Regions from separate parts of the Mus musculus genome. Here region 2 is linked to region 1. A link is a contact called in public HiChIP or PLAC-seq data. All regions are on one chromosome and are shown on one strand. The core of a region is the stretch at or near the end of the contact, and the rest is flanking DNA. Distances in the headings are between cores, read along the strand shown.

Region 1 (4,059 bases), core at 229-2,728:
TGTGTGTGTGTGTGTGTGTGTGTAAAATGCATCAATTCCCACAGTCAGCCACATCTCCTTTACACACACACACACACACACACACACACACACACACACACACACACCCTTGCCCTTTACCAAAAAAGAAAGCAAAGGCTCTTGATCTCCAGCCGCGGGTGTCCTCTTAGTGTGGCGATCAATCCCCAAACCCCGGGGCGAGCTGCCTCCACTCCCAGGTCTGCGGACATAGGCCGGGAGATCCCGCCTCCTAACGGACCTACCAGGTCCGCAGCGCCCGTGCAGCCAAGAGCCGCCAGGGCCTGCCGCTGCCGGCCGCGCTCCGCAGACCGGTGTCTACCTGCAGCCAAGCCCCGCGCTCGCCCATCCTCCCGGGCCCGGCGCCTCGCGCGCACCAGCCCTGGCCTGCCACAGCCCCGCGCAGTGAGTGCCCTTCGGGAACTTGAGAAAGGGTGGAGAAGGGAAAAGGAAGATGAAAAGGAAACCGAGAAGAGTACAGGGGAGGATCAAGGGAGAGGAGAGGAGAGGGGGGCTGCGAGCCCCACCGACCACTGTCCAAACTTTCGGAGAATGTGTGCAGAGGAAACATCATCTCGATGGGGTGCAGGGACGCGGAGCGAGCGAGGACCCCAGATAATGTCCGAGCCGCTGCCGAAATGACAGCTTCGCCGGATCACCAGAGTGTCTCCGGCTCCCGAGGAAAGCAGAACCCGAAAAGACTGAGAAAAAGACAGAAAACTGCTCGGCCGAAAGTCACTTAATACAAAAGTTAAATCTTGAAAAGCATGCCTCCCCCCCACCTCCAGCCCCAATCCCCCCTCCGCCTGTGCCTTCTCCCTCCCTCAGCAGAGCAAATCTTTGAGCCAAAAAAAAAACGGGGGAAAGAGATGGAAAAGGGGGGCAGAGCGGAAGAGGTGGTCGGGATGAGGGTACGTGTGCTAGGGCGAGCGGTAGCAAGCGATCTAGGGGTAGAGAGGCGGAGAGGGAGAGGGAGAGAGAGTGAGCGAAATATCAAAGATTGTGCAAGATCAGGCTGGAAAGATAATCGATACTCGACCTAAATTTAACACAAACTACTCAATAAAAGTTAAAGAAAAAACTTACTTTCCATTTCCCTGCAGTTCCTACTCGATCTTCGCCTCTTTTTTGTTTTGCTTTTATTTTACGTACAGCTGATCACATCCAAGTAAAACGAGAGGGTTCATTAAAAAGAATAAAAAATAAAAAAATAATCCTCGAACTTTATTGGGTGAAAATAAAAACGCTGGAGCAAAAAGTGGGGAGCACGGAGCGGTCCTCGGGGTTCCGGGAGGAGTTAAAGCATGTGCCGACCGCGGTCTCGCTGTTTGCTTGTGAAGGGGTTGGGAAAAGGAGGAAAGGAAATGAAAATCCGATATGTCTTTATTCTGCTAATTATTATCGTTTTAGCCCTGTTTAAAAAAAATGGCTGATTAAGTTGAGTGCGCATGTCTTTGTGTGTCTATTCCCGATATGCACTCTGGGAATGAGAGAGGAGAGCGAGGGAGAGGGGGAGGGAGGGGGGAGAGGTGTAATTAGTGAGGTGATCAACATTCCCCAGACTGCAAATGACGCGCAGCCAGGACTCAAAGCAGCCTGGGAGCCTCGCGACTTCCAGGGCTCCTAGCGTTGCGGCTGGAGCCCTGGACGAGGCGACTAAGGAGACGGAGGATGGGGACCTCCGGGGCTCGCACCCCATGCGCCCCTGCGCACAACTCTCAAACTTCATTAGACACACACGAACACACTCTCACACAGAGACAGCAAAGAGAAGAATATAAAAGCACAACTCATTCCTAAGAAATGCCTTTTTAGAGTTCTAGATTAAAAAAAAAAAAAACAAAAACAAAAACAAAAAAAAAAAAAACCCAGGCAAAATAATTACTCTCACACCAAAGATATGTTTACCAGGGAGCTTTAAGGAGAAATACAAGTCAAGGTAATTAAGAGCTTTTCTCTGGGTTGGTTTATTCTACTACGCACTCAGAAGTACTTTAACAGCTAAATACTAAGGCCTGAGCAAATATGCAGATGTATGTAAATAAAGAGTGCCAGTCAGTGTGAGCAAACAACACCCAGTTCAACCTCTTTCAAAGGAGAGATTTCTCTCTGGATCCTCAGGCATTCTATTTAAAACTATATCTTGCACTTGCATTTACGCTAGAGAAAACCTACAAGGGAGGTGGAAGTGGTTAGTTTAGTCAAAGTAAACTTCCAAATGAGAGTAAGTTCGGGTTGTAAGAGTGATACTAGGGTACAGCCTAGATTTTATGTAATATTCTTGAATATTTTATCAGAATCGCATAAGTTGAATGTAATGGTTTAAAAGGACTTATGGAAGAAAAGCTTTCATCTTTCTAGACTGTTCAGTTATCTTTCTGGAAGCACATTATGATGAATTTTAAAACCCCAATACAGATCTCATTAGAGTGAAATATATTTGGTATTTTCTGGTGCAAAATTTAAGGTGCCTGATTCTCATTTGAAAATCTAATTATCTCTTTCCAATATTACAGATGTGAATATGAGTGACACTTTCATTAAAAGATAATTAACTAACACTCGGAATAGACATACTTTTAAATACCCCCTACTGAATGTGGGATATATATATATATATATATATATATATATATATATATATATATAATATATCTGTATATATATATATATGAATTGCATCTTGATACACTACTACACAAGAGGTCATAAGTAGACACCATCTATGTAATATTTTAAAACCTGGAATCATATAATGAAAATAAGAGTAACCAATCAAATGAGCTGCAAACAGGAAACACCAGTGCTGCCCAGCTTCCTGAGCAGGTGAGGCACCAGCCACTTCTGAGCTGACAGGCCTTTGAAGTTTTGGATTGCCAGGATCTGCTTCAAAACCTTGTTTTAGTCCTTAAAAACCAAAGGTACCAAACAAGGTTTATAGCAACAGCAAGATTTGTAGCACATCACTGAGAGTTCAGAGACAGTAAATATGTCTTCCTGGGTCTAATACCCTTGTCCTATCAGTGTATACGCCTTACATCCTAGGACAAATGCAAATAGAACAAAACATCTGTGTGGATAAAATTATACTCCTCCCTGCAAGATCAGACCTAGGCCCATATCTGAAAAGCTGCTTGCATTCAGCAACTAGCTAACTTTACAATGAAAATTCAAAGCAGAGAATAAAACCTAGATGTGGTCTTTGGTAAGAGGAAAAGGCAATGCCATCTTAGAAATCTGGAGTGGCTACATGAAGCCGTGTTTTAGAAACCAAAGCCACTAAATGGCAACAGAAAAGCAAATTCTGTCTCAAGAGACTCCTATTTCCAACATCTTTGGGAAGAAATCTGTTCACAGTGAAAGAGTTTCTAAGATTTTAAAGTTATTTTGTTTATAGTCGCCCTACCTTCACACAGCAACTTCACCAGGAACCCTCCCATTGCACCTTAGTAGGGTTAAGAAACATGTTGCACACTGGGGGCGGGGGCGGGGGCGGGGGGGGCTGGGGGGGGGAGAGGATGTTTACAGAAAAACACCCTAGATAAAGCCATAATAATAACAAACTATCTGAGGTGTCTGCCTGGAGAAAAGGGGTGGACTTTTCACGAGACTAAGGGGAAATGAAAGCAGGGGAAACTTTCAAGTTGAAATCAGCAAAAATCAAGCCTTTTGCTGGAAAGAGCTCAGTGTACAAGCTTGCTGATGGAAAAACCATTTCCTGCTATTGCAGGCAGGCAAATGCAGGTGATGAAGAAAACACCTGAGAGTAATAAGTCTGTTTCAGGTTCAGGTGAAGAAAGGGTCTACTTCTGCCATGGTGGACAAGGAAAATGATCATTGCATCCACAAATTCTTTATTTCTTTTGCTGCTTTACCCTCCCTGAAACGTTATCAATAATATTAATGTCATTAATATCAAACCCAGCAAATGTCAACAAAATTATTTAAACATTTTTGTGGCTAGTGATCCCAACACCATTACCCCTCCTCTCTTTCTTGCAAACTATAGCTCCCTCGCTCTCTTCTCTCTCTCTCTCTCCC
Region 2 (3,871 bases), core at 1,188-3,687, 130 kb before region 1:
TATATTTCTTTCAAAAATAATATCAGCTCTCAAAAAAAAAACCTCAAATAACTAACTACTTGAAAGTAGATGTCTCTATGGCATAAAAGTAATTATGAATGCAAAAACTGATAATCTTGGCTTCAATGTACTGCAAAATTCCTCTGTGTGTGCACAACAGTACACTCAGTTTAATTTCAAAGTTTGTAGAGTCACATTTTCTAACTCAAAGGCACATTTCATAACACACTCTATACAGGGAATGCACCACTTAAACCATATTTTTTTAATAGCACAACTTCAAATGTCATCTTGAGTTTCACAAAACACTCTTTCTTTGCAGAAGTAATTAGCTAAGGCAGAGTTTGTGTGGCAATTAAAAACCACTTGCTTGTAGAAGCCTGTAGGCATTGTGTATTTTTTTAATGCTACTAGTACATATACGTATTCTTGCCTCTAGCTTAAATACAGTGACTGTTGTAGTTGGTTGCACAGGAATTGTCTCAGAACATTAAAGCAAGCCAAACACGATTGTATTCCAACTAAAATTGCTCTCTTTATACCGTGTATTGAAACTTGATAACTGTTGGTTATAAAATTCCTTTGATTTTCTGTAGGTAATAAAATACTTTGGCAATTACTATTGACAGTTCTGGATAATCTTGAAGCCTTCCTTGCCTGGAGAAGATGAGTGTTACAAATCACTCCACTGAAAGAGGGAAGAACAGCAGCAGGCAGCAGACAGGTTTCAATTTCACAATGCTGATTATCTCATTGGCAATTCCATGCATGCCTAAATCTGAGAATCCCTCAAGCAGCTATATGGACTTCTACTTTTAAAATGCCTATTACGCTTTCATACTTTTCCCTGCTTCCTGAAGAGTGCCATTTCGCCAAGCTTAAATAGCAGAAAATTGTACTGCTTTTCCTCTGCCCATCTCCTCAATCTCTATTAACCTGCCCAAGAACAAAGGCGCATGATGGCCCAGCTATAGGTTGACGAATAGGTTTGAAGTCATTTTCATTTACTGCCATGAGGATTTTTGTTTCATAAATGTACTTCCAACAATACCATCCTTTTAATACTTCCACAAATTACTAAAAAATGCACTGTTTCTGCAATGTATATCGGTGGGTTGGCCCTTGCTCAGTCAGTACGAGCACACTCCCACCACAAATACATTTTATTATTTGCATTAATGCCAAATGAGAGAATGTGATTATTAGAATGTGTCTTGACTTAAATAAAACTGACAAAAGTGAAGCTGGACCAAACAGAATTTTTTCCATTTCAGCTAGAAAAGAACAATAGGCCAGAAGCTGAAGGAATATGGTTGAAACACCTGGTTCTAATGCTTGCAATAGGTCTTTATTAGATGTCATAAACTGAATGATGCATTACTCTCTGGACGACTTATAGCTCACAAATGTTGAGGTAAAATGGAGGACAGAAAGTTCCTTTAAAACAATACGGTTAAACAGTCCTTTTAAATCAAGCTGTATTTATTAAATGCAGAAATCTTAATAACCTTACAGAGATTTGTTCATTCTTCTCATTTTATACATTCCTGCCATTCCTTTTTAAGGCTAAACCTTTCTGTTGGATGCTGACAAAAACTCTCTCTTTCTTAAGCATCATGAGAAGTCAGTCTAAAATGACAAATGCATTGTGAGACCATGGAAAAATCTCTCTCTTTCTCTTTCTCTCTCCCTCCCTCTCTCCCTCCTCCCCTCCCTTCCTTTCTTCCTTCCTTTCTTTCTTCCTAAGGAAATTTAGAAGGCTTCATGTCCATTCACTCTTTCAATTAAGTTAAAATTTCATGTGTGCTACAACAACAACAACAACAATGGCAAGGTAATTTGGCCTCGGAAACAGATTGAAAATAGGGTCTGTTTTACATTTAAAAAGATAAAAGAATGTTTTCTAAAATGGCAATTGCTGGTTGGCCATCGATTGGAAGCTTTAATCTCATAGCCTGCTCAAATTTCCCATTATGTCTACTGAGGCTTAGAAGGCTCGAGAGGCCAAACTGTGGCCTTCAACAAAAGTGGAGGGGGTTGCAGCATTAAGAAACACAGCTGTTGCTCGCAAACTGCAAATGTTAGAATAACTCACTGCCTGTTTTTTACTTGCCACTAATAAAAACTAAAAGTGTTTTGCATGCTTTCTATAAACAGTGCACTTAAGTTTTATAATCTAGTACATCTTATTAAGCGTGAAGTCTGCTGATCCCTAAATTATTCATAACGTGGTCCAGACTGATTAAGATTGGCTTGTTAAGGAGCACAAGAAGCAATTAAACTGACAAGGCAGTGCAGCCTTGATGTATACATTTATTATCAGAAGAATACCCAAAGTGAATGCCCTTATTAAGCAATGAATTTCACCTCACTGGCCTTCCACTATGGCTGCCACAGGCAGAGAGAATGAGGAACAACATGTCAAAAGCTAACTCTGAGGAAATGCCTATCTTCAAGTGAAACCGATTTTGTAATGAACCTTTCAGTTCACTCCTGAGGTAATAAATCCTGACTGGTGCATTAATTACTTGATAACATCCCATCAAAATGCAAATGTGGCACTTGACCCACAGGAACAGCTCAGTAGCTGGTAACTCTTCAGGGTGGACATAAATTGTCTGTTTTCTCTTATCAAACAGGGCATTTATTTCCATCTTGCTGGGGTGAATGTCACTTCTGCCACCCTCAGGCCCTGGATGGCCTGACACCATCATTTGCAGAAGCATGTCAGGAAGCACCAACATCCTAATTGCACTCGCACCTCTCTCCGTACCATCTGAGAGAACAGCCCCTTAGCCTACCTGAACCCCACTCCCCACCCCGCCACGACACACACACCTCATACACATACTCCTGAAGGAAAGCAACTCTCACGGACACACAGTGGCAGTGTCACAAAGGATCCCCCACCTCCAGAGACACTCTCATCTTGCTTCCCACTAACAAAGGACCAACTGAGAAATCTCCTTGCTTTCAGCAATCCAGGGAAAGCTGAGAGATGCAACTGCCTATAGGTGGCCTCCATACTTAGCAGCACAGGGAAAGCAGAGAGGCAGTACTGGAACCTATATTCACACCATGACAAGGAAGCATTTCTAGGTGCTGTTTTAATATTTTCACAATCTAATCAATACTTCATTAAGGAAATAGAAATGATCCACTCTAAACTCGAAGAAGAAAGAAAGAAAGAGAGAGAGAGAGAGAGAGAGAGAGAGAACAGAAGGAGGGAGGGAGGGAGGGAGGGAGGGAGGGAGGAAGGAAGGAAGGAAGGAAGGAAGGAAGGAAGGAAGGAAGGAAGGAAGGAAGGAAGAAAAAAGATATCCAGATGAGAGGGAGCATCTAAACATGGCTTAATAAACACTTGAAAATGGGTAAGAGAGAATCCTGTTCTCTTAGCCTGGTGAAACAGATTTACTTAGTTATGGAAACAGTTTCCACAATGAATGTTAATGAGAGTCTTTGTTTCCTATTGGCTGTTCACAATTCTGCTCTCCATCAATAGGTCTGACTCTTCCACCTGGGTCAATGTGCCTTCCAGTTGTGTTTATTTGTCTTGAAGGGTTGGTGAAAATCCTTAATTCAGGTTACTAGGCAACCCTGCAGGTGAGAAAATATAATGTTTGGCTGACTCCATTTTTGAATGCACACAGTGGCCTAATGCCTTCAAAATAGACTGCAAAGCGTGTACTGATGATTCTCTGATACCTTCTCTAAAGGCGAGGTCAGAAGAAAATTAATTGATGCTGAAAATAATGACAGAAGGAGAGGCACCACTGAGACTTGGTGTGACTGGCATGTGATAATGTTAGCAAGAATCTCAGCATGTGACTGGACAGTGTGATGAAAAATATATCCTGCGAGAGGGAAAAAC

The links. HiChIP or PLAC-seq counts read pairs in DNA pulled down with a chosen protein or histone mark.
Region 2: an H3K4me3 HiChIP or PLAC-seq map of neural tube shows a contact between it and region 1, with 2.6 times the contacts expected there. The contact joins the enhancer-like site here to the promoter of Zfhx4 in region 1. A contact is called at or near these places in 3 of 39 promoter capture datasets (the 3T3-L1 cell line, 3T3-L1-derived adipocytes and liver), 8 of 484 Hi-C or Micro-C datasets (3T3-L1-derived adipocytes, the AML12 cell line, adipose-derived mesenchymal stem cells and 5 more), 8 of 115 datasets of contacts at active chromatin or transcription factors (craniofacial prominence, embryonic forebrain, embryonic hindbrain and 5 more) and 3 of 9 other capture datasets (adipose tissue, embryonic stem cells and liver).

The regions. Positions count from the first base shown.
Region 1 is chr3:5,215,973-5,220,031 of GRCm38.p6, reverse strand. Zfhx4 (zinc finger homeodomain 4) reads right to left here and starts at 1,478. Exons shown (of 11, transcript NM_030708.2): 1 at 1,105-1,478. The region is part of intron 1 of 2700069I18Rik (RIKEN cDNA 2700069I18 gene); the gene reads left to right.
Region 2 is chr3:5,348,302-5,352,172 of GRCm38.p6, reverse strand. The region is part of intron 4 of Zfhx4 (zinc finger homeodomain 4); the gene reads right to left. Among named protein-coding and RNA genes, the nearest start is that of 2700069I18Rik, 130 kb to the right of the region's middle. RefSeq lists an enhancer at 712-3,794. Within about 2 kb of position 2,437, at least 35 of the 459 cell types and tissues checked have an H3K27ac peak or open chromatin away from gene starts, as enhancers often do. A contact at or near this core is called in neural tube, where this site is marked.